Regions from separate parts of the Mus musculus genome. Here regions 1 and 3 are each linked to region 2. Evidence: chromatin contacts called from public Hi-C and HiChIP or PLAC-seq data. All regions are on one chromosome and are shown on one strand. Each heading gives the region's core, a stretch centred on a gene start, on an enhancer-like site or on the middle of the called end of the contact. The rest is flanking DNA. Distances are from core to core; before and after follow the strand shown. Region 1 overlaps Fmn1 (formin 1). Region 2 overlaps Gm46756 (a long non-coding RNA gene). Region 3 overlaps Fmn1 (formin 1).

Region 1 (4,215 bases), core at 756-3,255, 340 kb before region 2:
GTGCTGTGATTTCTCCATCAGAGACCTCAGTCCACCTGAAACCCATGTTTATATAAGTGTGTCCATTTGTCCATTCTTTCTTTATTCCCTCAATGGCCCTCTTATCAGGTCAACTTCCTAGAGCCATATGAGGATGCAGCAGTTGTTGCTAACCCTTCCATTTATGATCTCCTATAGCCGTGTAGGAAAAGATATATCGGCATGTATGGGTTACATGCTTGATCACTTTCCACCTTATTGTTTGAGATAGAATAGATAGATACTGAAACTGGAGTTCATCTATTAGGCCAGGCTACAGTGAGCTGCAGGGATCTGACTGCATCTGCCCCACCCGTCCAGCACTGCAGCCACAGATGCACACTGTGCTGCATCCAACTCTTTAAGTGGGTACTAGGGGTTGGAACTTGGGTCCTCATACTTATATGGCAGGCCTTTTACACACTGAGCTACCTCCCCAACTTCCTCATTGATTTTTCTTTTAAGGGTACAAATATTAAGACTCAAATTTACACTGTTTTAAAAATAGACACGATCTAACAATTTTCTTTCTTTCTTTTTTTTTTTTTTTTTTGCAAAGAAAATAGTGTCAAGTCTCTTCAGCAAAGTAACACCTTTAGTAATTTACATGAAATTATCCAATCGTTCCTTTACTGTTTTATCCTTTTCAGTAATGCATGCTGTTCTAGATTCTGTGGCAAATTACAGAACTATTTTAGGATTAAATTAGCTGGAAGGCATTGCTGCAGGAATAGACTTTTGTTGCCTGTTGCCCTAGCAATGTGTTCTCATTTCCTTTGCCAGTTGGTTTCTCCGTGGCTTGAGCAAAGCTGAGTCCCTTGAAAAGTCATTCACCCACCCCACCCCATCCCTGGGTGTGAGCAAGCCCGTGGCTTTCCCCAGGAATCGGGTATATTCCTGCCCTTCATCTGTACATTTTCATTTCAAATAAGGGAAGAGAGCATTAATTATTTGGAACTTGTGTTTATCAGCAGACTCACCACTGGCCTATATAATTCTCCTTTGGTTGTGTAACATGTGAGCCCACAATAAAAGCCCGACTCCTGATAGATACATTTGTCTCTACAACACCCATCAGCCCAACCCTTTTCGTTACACTGAAGCATTGCTGACAATCTTGTACTGATTTATGATTTCTCATCAACCTCAGGCTGTAAGATCCCTATTTTCCTATTTACTGTAATTTTTCCCAGTGAATGTTTATCATGAATTTGAATACATTGATAAGTCCTTTTTGGCCAAGAAAGAGAATTCAATTCTGTTCTTAGTATAGTTTTAACTCACTTTATGGATCAGTTGCCTTCATAAAGATTTTGGCTTATGGAATCAATTTTCTTTTAGTACATTGATTTTTTTCTGCTGACATGCAATTTAAATCGGAGCTGTGTTTTCTGGTGCAATAATGGCCTAAAGACATAGCAAAATCACACTGATGATTGCAACAGTCCCCTTGAGGGGACTCAAATATTGGTGTGATGCTAAAAGCAAGCTAATTAATTAAACATGATTAGGACTAGCTTCATGTTTGAGCAAATGGATCCAAGGTGTAATGAAAAGAATCTGTGGTACTTTAGCTGAACAAAACATGTTGACAAGACCCTGAGTTCTCCAATGTCCTCCTACATGAAACTCCTCTTTTGCTTCAATGGTTTGTTGTCCATGTTTGGTTGGTTTGGTTTGGTTTTCTGGATCATATTATACATTGAAGGAGAGAATCAGAAACAACAAAAATACCTAAAAGCAAGTAAAATGAATTTGAGAATATGCCTACTGAACCATTCCTTTGACCATGAGTGTGAACTCCTTATACCTATGTGTTCTGGGAAAGAAAGCATCATATTATTTCCCTTGTTTCTTGAAGACATACACTAAGCCATAAAGGACCCGAAGAGATTTGTGCCAGCGTCAAAGATTGGAATGGTGCAGAGATGGTGATTCATTCTTAGCACTTCGCCACTGGAATTCCTTTAGGGTTAGTCAGGACTCTAGGTAACTTGGGGAGAACAGCTAGCCTTTTGTAAGCTCAGTTACACAAGGATGCCAATTGTAGCTGTTATTCAGATGTGATATTGCTGCCAAATATGTCTGAGGAGGTCTCTGGTCTTGTGCCTTTATTGATTTATTTATTGTGCTTCTCTTTTGTACCAATTGAATCGTCTTCACCTGAGAAAGAAAGTAGTATACTTAACTACATCCCTCCCTTATTTGGGGCTATGTCAATTTCCCGTTCTCTGTCAGAACAGAAGGTGAGAAGGGGTTGATCACTTTGATAGCTCACTGGAGAATGGATGGACCAATCACAGTATCGCTATTATTCTAAATGAGTACCGTGGGTAGCAGACAGCAAGGGCCTATGTGCATTAGTAAATATGAACATGTTAGAAGGCAGGAAATAGATATCATTGCCAGCGCCAATATTTGTCAGAGTTCCTGATGGAAAGTTAAAGAGTAGAGTTAGTAAGTCCAAACTTGAAGGTAGTTTTTAGAGGCTATGTATGAACTGAATGACCTAGTTAAGAAAACAAGTCCAGGTTTATGGGTTTCCAGGAACTAACATGAGTGGGTGGCCCTTAGGAACACTCCTAGGCTTGAAAGGGAAACAAATTTCCATTGTTAGAAAGCTGACAAGAACTGCAGAATAGAAAAGCAGCAATCAGTAGGAGGTATGACTGTGGAAAACAGCAGCCTCAGAGATCTTGTGGGTGCAGTAAGTGTGGAATTACTCAGCCTGTTTCTCCTTTTATTCTCTAGCCTCTTGCTTGTGGTGTTAGAAGTTCTCAGCTAACTGGCAGCCACTGGAACCACAAGCTAACTTGGACAGATAATGTCTGTAAAGATTCTGGCTTGGGACTTCATTGTAGAGTAAGCTGGAAGGCCTGTCTTCCTAGGAACCGCTAATACATTCAGAGCTCTTTCTCTGGAGCTGGTTTTGTTTCTTCAAGATCAGTGTCCAACATATGCCTAACCATAGAGACTGAAAGGTTCCTGGGAGCAAAGCAGGGGAATTCAATAGCAGTGTTCAGAAAGCATATGATCTTTTCTAGGTTAACGATGTGTTCACCGTGTGCAACATTCCCCTAGCCAAAAGAACATTTAGGAGAATTAGGGAGTACCATTCAGTATTGAGCAGGTCTATATATTTCCTATGAATTCCACTTTAATTGTGACCCCAATTTCCTCTACTTTTTCTTGTGATTTTAACACTTGAGGTTAAGTATGTTCTTTAATTTTCAAATAGTTGGTTATACATTCTACATATGTCTGGAAAGAGTACATATTTTCCAATTATTGGGTGGGATATCTTATAACTATTAGATAAAATCTGGTAAGTCTTTGTATCCATTGATTTTGCAGTCTTATTTTTGAGATAGGGTCTCGCTACGTAGCCCAGGCTGTCCTGAACTTACTTAACCTTGAACTCATGGTAATCTTCCTGCTTCAGCTTCCTGAGTGGTGGAGTTCCAGGCACAAGCCACCATTCCTGACTTCACTGATTTTCTGTCAGTCTTTTATGGCAATTAATAAGAGAGTAATATGGAAGTCTCTCCATATAATTTTGAATTTGTATATTTCTCCATCCATTTCTGGTAGTTTTGTTTCACGTACCGGTACCTTTTATTAGGTATCAGTAGTACAAATTTAGGATTGTTATAACTTTGCAATAAAGTGAGTCGCCTTATGTCATTCTTTCCCATTCCTTTTGACTGCCAGCACTCACCATCTTCTCCCTTCTTAGTTCTGATTGGAAGCTTGTGCTAGTGTCCAGCTTCCCCTACCTGATTCAATAGTAGTCCTTTTATCAGTGGTTTTCAGCAAATTTGTTTAGTGCTGGTTTGTTGCGTTTGTCTTGCTTGTGGTTAGTTGAAACATTTTATTCCATGGGTTTCTAACCTTCTTCAAACTTGAAACATTAAAGCTAGTATCTCTTTGAATATTTTCTGTCCAACCCCAATGCTCCTAATTATATTCATGCTAGAATGCTTAAAATGTCAGATAAGTCACCAGGGCTCATTTCATTTTTCCTTTGCAATCCAGAAATCAGCATTTGGCAGAAATCATGGACAGTTGTGTGGCTTACCTCACACACTTCTACTTTCCCAGGGATTAGATTGCTGCTTGCCATTGGACATCAAAAGCTAATTGTTGCCTATAGTCTGTTTTATTGTGTATGGCAGGAGGTTAATGATGGACAGTGGT
Region 2 (3,635 bases), core at 291-2,790:
CACACAGATGTGGCTGCCCACAGAGGTCAGAAGAATGCATTGGAACCCCATGGAGCTAAAGTTACAGATGATTGTAAGTGACTTGATGTGGGTACTGTTACCCAGATTCAAGTCCTCAGGGACAGTAGCAAGCACTCTTAGCCTTTGGGCCACATTCTTTTATTTTATTTTTTTGAAGAGCTTATAAATTATGTTTCTCTAGTTAGCCTTCCCCATACCGTACTCACTTCTGCCCTCCACGCACCATCCCCCACACTTGCGTTGTCTTTCTCTCAGTCCCCCCACCCCCACCCCTGTCTCCCTTCATGCCACCTCTATTCTGCTGCCTAACCTCCCTTGAGACTTTTCTCTTCCACCCTCGAGTGGCTGTTTTCTAGCTTTCTGGCTTCTGCAGCTATTCCAAATTAAACACAGACTCTGGATTTTGAAGCTAGGATCCACACCTGAGAGGATGTGTGGCAATGGTCTTTCTGGTTCTAGGTAAGCACATGTCTATGTTTTAAATTAGGAAATTACAAATAAGTTCAGTGTTTTGGTGTTTGCATAATAGAGAGAGCTTAAGAATAAAGGTGGGGGAATAAGTCTCAGGCCTGATTTCCCTTTTACAGATAAACCTGAACTTGGCATTTGGCAAGCAAAGGTCAAAGTTTAAACATTGTAAATTTTATGTATTCATTACGATTGTGTGTGAGAGAATGCTGTGTGTGTGTGTGCCTTGGGCATGCGCACCACAGTGCACTGTGGAGATCAGAGGACAGACTTGTGGAGTTGAGTCTCTCCTTCCATCTCTAGGTGAGTTCTGGGACTCGAACTCATGTTGACAGGCCTGTGCAGCAAGCACATTTACCTAGAGAACCATCTTGTTGGTCCCTAAATTGAAGTCTTCTCTGCTCCTTTGCTTCCTGGATTAGAAAGTTGGGTCATCCGGAATCTGATTCCTCATTCCTTTTTAAAAGAAAAACAATGAAAAAAGTAAACTATTTTCTTGTCACTGCCTATGTCAGAGCAATACACGTGTGCTTTATATAAACTAACCACTTGTCTATCCATGTCTGCAGAGAGCCTCATGGACATCAAGCACGTGATGTCTACAGAGGGCACACTCTCCAGAGAAACACAGTATCATTGAAAGAATCAGACAAGGAAGAAAACAATTATCAGAGAAATCTCATCTAAAATGCAAAAGAAACCTTGGAGATGAGCATCCAGCCTGTTTACCCTAACACTGAAAGAACTCCTGAATGGGGAAAACATTTCCAACAGGGCAAGGTAATCTTGACTGTAATGTTTGTTTCTGTACCCCATGTTGCTTGTCTATTTAACAAGAGAAACAAAATAAAATGGACAAGCTTTGAAGTGGGCAGCATGTGGGGGCTCTGTGTCCCCAGACACTGGCTTCAGATGATCTCCCATGTGTCTGCCAGGTGCAGTAAGATTCCTGGTGACTCTGATCATCACATCACCCTGAGCAGCAAGGGGACTGCAGGATCTCAGGCACCCGAGTGGAGGCCACATTCCTTCGTTTCCTTCATATTAGAGGGAAGTGGTTGGACCACACAATGATCCTAGAGAATGAATCACATTTGATTCACTGTCATGAAGGCATGTTGTAATAGACCGAAACCTTGCTCAAAATCAATCGCAACGATTCATACAGCAGCCACATTGCCAACCAGAGCAATCCACTGTTTTTAGACAGTGAAGAGTGGATTTTCCTTCAAGATATGCTGATTTTTTTTTCTTACTACTCTAGAAAACCTAGCCTGGGCCTCTGTTAGGTTTCCAGTCTTCTTAGAAAGAAAGGAAGAAGGAAGAAGGAAGAAGGAAGAAGGAAGAAGGAAGGGAGGGAGGGAGGGAGAGGGGAAAGGAGATAAATATAAGGACAGGAGTTAAAAAGAAGAATGGGGAAGAGAGGGATGCTCGAGTGCTTCTAAATAAGGATTTGTGTTTATTTCAAAGACAGACAGCTCCTCTACATGGTACAGAAGTTTTAGCTTTTTAATGGCAGTTATTGACAAGTCAATTCCATGGCACCAATCCAAGGAAAAGAACCTTGTCACTATGAAGAAAGCTTTCAAAGCAAGAATTGCATTTCCAGTCTAGGTATTTAATATGGATATTAAGTTGCCTAGATATAGCAAGGAATTTGAGGATGGACCTCAAACAAAATAGTCATTCATTTTTACCCTGTGTTCAGTGTTTCCCTTGTTGTCTCAGGCTCCCTCTGCTCTTGAACAAACCAGCCCTAAGTGCACAGAGAAGTACATCTACCCTCATCTTTGAGTGCCTGTATGTCTAGCACAGGCTGAGCTGAATCAGAGCTAAAGTGCTGTGAGTCTCGTCAGCTGTCCTCTGGCTTGTTTTATCCCATCCCCATGGGAACCATACTGGTGTTCACCCAAACCTTGGTTGCCAGTGGCAGTTCACATATTTGACTTCAAAGTGTCCCCAGTCCAGGTCAGGATCACTGCACATCTGGATGGCTGCCAAGGTTTCTCTGCTGTCCTGCTCATGTCCACCATGCTGCCTCATTAACCCTTGAGCAAACACCTAGGACCAGCACTGAACTCTACACTTCTTCTGCCCTAAGCCCTTGCTAGCTCTTACCAGGTTTTCATATCACCCAGCTTGATCATTTGTCTAATTTTCATGCATTTCCTTCCTGTGAGATATGTGTAAGAATGGACAAGAACCATTTCTTATTCACTGCCTCCCTGGAAGACAGAAACATTCATTGCCATCAAAAGTACAGAGTTGTTCTCGATCTCCTTTGGGTGACAATCACACAACCACAAAGAAGCTCCCACTGTTCTCAGCCTGCTCTGGTTTTTACATTTTAGAGGAAACTCACTGGATAGCTAAGCATTGTGGTTCTGGATCACAGCCCTCTAGGAGAGCTTCCATTGTTATGATTGCTATGGGATCAGAGAACACACCCCTGTGCTCCTTGGCTCCCCATTCACCAGGAGCAATGGGACACGGTGTATGACCCATCACTATAAAACAGTTGGAAAGAGCATAGTGCTCTACGCTTTGGCATCTTCTCTCTCTGCCAATGGTTAGGTCTTTTCATCCATGGAATACCCTATTGTTTTTTAAAGAAAATATAGAACAGAGGAAATGGAGCTGGCTGGTCCAGCTAGAGTAGTGGACTGAACTGACCTGACACCCACTGGGAGTCTGAAGAGTCTGTAACAAGACCTTATCACCAATGAAGTGTTCTAGAACCTGGTTTAGGACTGTGCAACTATGCCCACACATGATGAAGAATGTAGATGCCCAGAAGTGATGCCAGGGCCCATGCAACCTAAGGGAACCCTAGGGAATTAGACTCCTAACACCTGAGTGAACAGCTTAAACTAATACAACTAGGATATCCTTGGTTCACAGGATAGTGCCTTGTGACAGTTACCGCATATCTGAGATTTATGTCTTAAACATAATGGTTTTATAACAAGTGATGAATGAAACAGACTTCTGCACAGAAAACTGGGTTTTAAGTTCTGTCACCCTGGTACAATCTCTGTTTTATGAGTGTGAAGGTGTCTCTTCATTGCTAAAAATCCAGCCCCTTTCTAGATGTTGGAAAACTGTCAAATACAGAATACATAAGCTTTATATATATATATTTGAAC
Region 3 (3,788 bases), core at 624-3,123, 390 kb before region 2:
TTTCCCAGAGGAGTCGTGGAAAGTAAACAACATGTGAAGCCCGAGGCCCTTCCATTCTCCCTAGAATTCAGAGCTGTCTGGGCATGTCTGTGTAATTAGAAGGTTAGGCCCATCCAGAGTCTATTCTTTGAATCTGCAGAGGAATATCACAAGGGACAGCACACATGAAAAATTAGAGGACGTGAGGCACGTTGAAAGGTACCATCTTCAATATGAAAGATAACTCTGAAAACAAAATGATGCAAGTCCACCAGATCTTCTAGGCTCCTAGGAAGCTCGTGTCTGCTTCCTGGAAAGAAAACAGCAAAAGACAGGGTTGTTAGTTGAAAATAATGTTACTAAAATTTCTTCGAGACGTTGAAGATGCAATCTCTATAGCAGAATATACTAATATGAGTTCAGGGTCTCTACCCAGGGTGCCCTTGAAGCAGCAGGACAGGTATAACATGGTGGAGTGAGCTAGATTTTATATTTTCCTAAGAAGTGGGAGATGTAGGCAACTGTGCCTTGGGCAATCCATCTGGCATCTTCTATTGGAGCAGAACAAAGTACCAATTTTGTCAGCATCAAAAGGCACCTTTAAGCAGCCAGAATGCAAGAGAACAGTACCCAAGAGGTTGAGTCCATATGATTCCTAGGAGGATCCAGGACGAAATTGGTGCAGTGTAGGGGATGCCCAACTCTGAAGATGGGTAAAGGCAGCTTAGTTTGCACCCCAATATCCCACTGACTGCATTTGTTAGATGGCATAATATCTAATTCAGAATGTTCTTTTGTGAACTGATAGCATAATGTCATTGAAAATACTTCATGTATCACTAGGAAATGTCAGCTTCATTATAACCACAGGTTACTGTCAGCCTATGGGGAATGTGGTGGGACTTTAACAGTCGTTATTTGTTGCTGTTCTCCAGTGATAAAATGGTGCTGCAACTATATCTTAGAGCCAGTATGTGATTTCTCTGTGATTTCTTTGCTCTTGGTTAAATCTGATACATTTGTTTCTAGTTCTCTATTATGTTAATTTGTGTTGTATTGTATTTTGGAACAGGGTCTCACTTTGTATCCCAGTAAATGCATGGCAATCCTCCTGCCTCAGATTCCTGAGTCTTTAAGGTATAGAGTAATCCATGCTTGGCTTGCTTCTGGCTTTTGTTGTTTGTTTGTTTGTCTGTTTTGTTTTTGATTTGGTTGTGTTTTTAGGTAATGGCTTACATAATGATTTTGTCTCTTTTGCATAGGTTAGTACTGGATTTTTCTAAAGATCTATAAATATCATAAGGAAAGGAGCCATTTATATATAATGCCTCTGATGTACTTGCAAAAGCCTTGGTTTAAAATGGTTCACAGTAGCTTTTCAAATTAATTCTGGTGTAAATTTTTAATTAAATCACAAAGGAACTAAAATTGAATGTTTGATTGCTAATGTCACTGAAATATAAAATCATAAATTAAGTTATGAGATAATAAAAGACAAGAGAAACTAAAGTTCTCTTTTGTCCTACTAATTATTCGTGGAGCATAAATTTGTCTCTAGAAAGCATTCTTAATTTTTACAGGTATTACCCATTGAGTTCCTCCAGATTCCTGTCTTATTTTGTCAAGTTGAAAGCTTTTAGACCTCACTTGCTTGTATCATTACACAATAACATACATCTTATTTTAAAAGTCCCCATCAGACTCTTTGGTTTTATGACTTGCATTTCATTAATAGTGGGTCAACTTGTGCTAATCTTTTAAAATATACTTGCTGGGTTAATCAAAAGCAACCTTCCAACTTACAATGACCAAGCAGTTGACTATATCTATCACCACAAATGTGTGCCCTCCCATAACTTCTGCGATGATGCAAAAGTGAAAGAATTTTGAAAATGTGATTGAGTGACTAATTTGTCTAGACAGTGATAGGAGGGATGACACGCTGACCTTCAGAGCATTCAGTCAGAACTGCTGAAAATTCCTTTAGCTGACTCCCACGAATGGAGTAGGATTGGTTTTTCTCTGCCCTGTTCTCGGTATCTCATTACTGCTGAGAACTTGTACAGCTAGTATTAGAACACAGTGGAATTGAAGCTAATGTTACTCTTTTTTAAAAATGTTATCATCAAAGTTAACACTAATATTACATATATGTAGAATTAATTTGAATACATGGAATGTTCTATGTACTCAATAGGCATTTCATTGAAGAGTGAATTGTTAGAAGGGTGGATGGATGGATAGATAACATAGCATCTTGTCTGCAAACTGACAGTGGGAACAATGTTTTCCCACTCTCCCTATGTTAAACAGAATGAAACTGCTCCATGCCATGTTATGTGATTAGCACTGGTATTAGACACTGTTACAGTACATCCATTCTTACAAGTTATCCCTGCAAGAGTTTAAGAACTCTAAGGCCCACAGACCGTGAAAATGAAATTAAATGAAAAAGGTTTATATACGTGCATGGCAGACAATTTTATCAGAGATCTTATATTTTATAATGAAACTTAACTTTACTGTCAAAGCCAGGGGTAGCCAAGTGACCAAACTTGACATAGAAACCAAAGGTATTTAACGTTTCATGTTTCCCACTGGTCACAGATTAACCATGTTGCATTATGCATTATGCATGATCAAAGGCTGGCACATTTGCACTTTGCCTTGCACAAGCTATGCTTTATGACCCATCATACATGAACTACAAGGCTGGGCAGGTGACTGTTGGTGCTCTTGGCTGCGATCCAGGGTTGTCTGCAATGCTCACCTGCTGAGTGTCTAATGCCCACCACTGGCATTCACCTTCCGTGTGAAAGCATTCTTCTAGGAAACTTACTAACATGCAGCCATAAACCGAGGCCACTTGACCTGTTTATGTTTCCTAAAGTTTCTGGTAAAACGTCAAACGTCACACTGATCTGCCTATAAAGCTCCTGTTATCACCCAATGAGGCAAGATTTTGATAGGATCCTAAGAGTGGATGCTGAAGAGAAGGCAAGAAAAGAACAGATGGATCTGGACAATGGCCTGAACGTTTGAGATGTCAAGCAATGGGGAAGTGTAGGAGCCCCAAGTATCTTCGTTCCATCTGCAGAATTCCTTTAGTTTTGCTACATGGTATAGCTTAATCACAGAGGATATGCTGAGCCTGTCTTAGTTTCTGCCCTGATTGAAGAAAAGAATAATTATTCTGGACATGTACATAAAAAGGCAGGAATCTTGAGACCTTAAATCCCTTCAGTAGAGTGAGCTTCCATAGTCTAGTACTTACTGTTTCCTCTCTGGTCTTGTCTTCTGTTTCTTCTACCAAAAGCTTGTTCTCACAACTTCCCCTGAAGTAACTGTAAGAGGTTGCCTCCATTTCTGGTTGCCTCCATACTAATCACAGATAGGGACAGGATGCTAGAAATGAACACTTTGGGTTAAATTCCAGATATGCATCCTGCTAGAAGATTGGTAATTTATTGCACTTCCTTTCTGTAAATTAGAATGATACATACACACGTGCGCGCACGCACACACACACATGTGTACTGAAGAGCTTTGTTCTTCAGTATATGTTTATCACTTATTTCCCCAAAAATATTTAGATCACTTTCGTTTGAAAAGCATTAAAGTTTTTGTTCATATATTCTTACCCTGTTCTTAACCTTGGTCACATAAAGCCTCAAACTGCGCGTGTTGAAGCGATGGGAGAAGGGACTAGGGATGTTTAAAAGCCTTCTCTAAATCTAAAGCTATTTCAGTATAATAAATTCATTTGAATCCTAACCATCTTCTTCATTGTAAAACTCCTGATTTCACTC

Evidence for each region. HiChIP or PLAC-seq counts read pairs in DNA pulled down with a chosen protein or histone mark. Hi-C and Micro-C count contacts between places; a contact is called where the count stands out from the background.
Region 1: a CTCF HiChIP or PLAC-seq map of the NIH/3T3 cell line shows a contact between it and region 2, with 6 read pairs. The contact joins two enhancer-like sites. A contact is called at or near these places in 2 of 39 promoter capture datasets (the 3T3-L1 cell line and cranial neural crest), 1 of 15 datasets of contacts at CTCF or cohesin (the NIH/3T3 cell line) and 2 of 9 other capture datasets (adipose tissue and liver).
Region 3: a contact with region 2 is called in a Hi-C map of adipose-derived mesenchymal stem cells, with 1.9 times the contacts expected there. The contact joins two enhancer-like sites. A contact is called at or near these places in 1 of 39 promoter capture datasets (embryonic stem cells) and 2 of 484 Hi-C or Micro-C datasets (adipose-derived mesenchymal stem cells and nephron progenitors).

What each region holds. Positions count from the first base shown.
Region 1 is chr2:113,418,921-113,423,135 of GRCm38.p6, forward strand. All of the region lies in intron 2 of Fmn1 (formin 1), which reads left to right. Among named protein-coding and RNA genes, the nearest start is that of Gm13963, 29 kb to the left of the region's middle. Within about 2 kb of position 2,006, at least 74 of the 459 cell types and tissues checked have an H3K27ac peak or open chromatin away from gene starts, as enhancers often do. A contact at or near this core is called in the NIH/3T3 cell line, where this site is marked.
Region 2 is chr2:113,763,636-113,767,270 of GRCm38.p6, forward strand. Gm46756 (a long non-coding RNA gene) reads left to right here. Exons shown (of 2, transcript XR_003954050.1): 2 at 1-2,391. Among named protein-coding and RNA genes, the nearest start is that of Gm46756, 4.3 kb to the left of the region's middle. Within about 2 kb of position 1,541, at least 22 of the 459 cell types and tissues checked have an H3K27ac peak or open chromatin away from gene starts, as enhancers often do. A contact at or near this core is called in the NIH/3T3 cell line and adipose-derived mesenchymal stem cells, where this site is marked.
Region 3 is chr2:113,374,513-113,378,300 of GRCm38.p6, forward strand. All of the region lies in intron 2 of Fmn1 (formin 1), which reads left to right. Among named protein-coding and RNA genes, the nearest start is that of Gm13963, 15 kb to the right of the region's middle. Within about 2 kb of position 1,874, at least 30 of the 459 cell types and tissues checked have an H3K27ac peak or open chromatin away from gene starts, as enhancers often do. A contact at or near this core is called in adipose-derived mesenchymal stem cells, where this site is marked.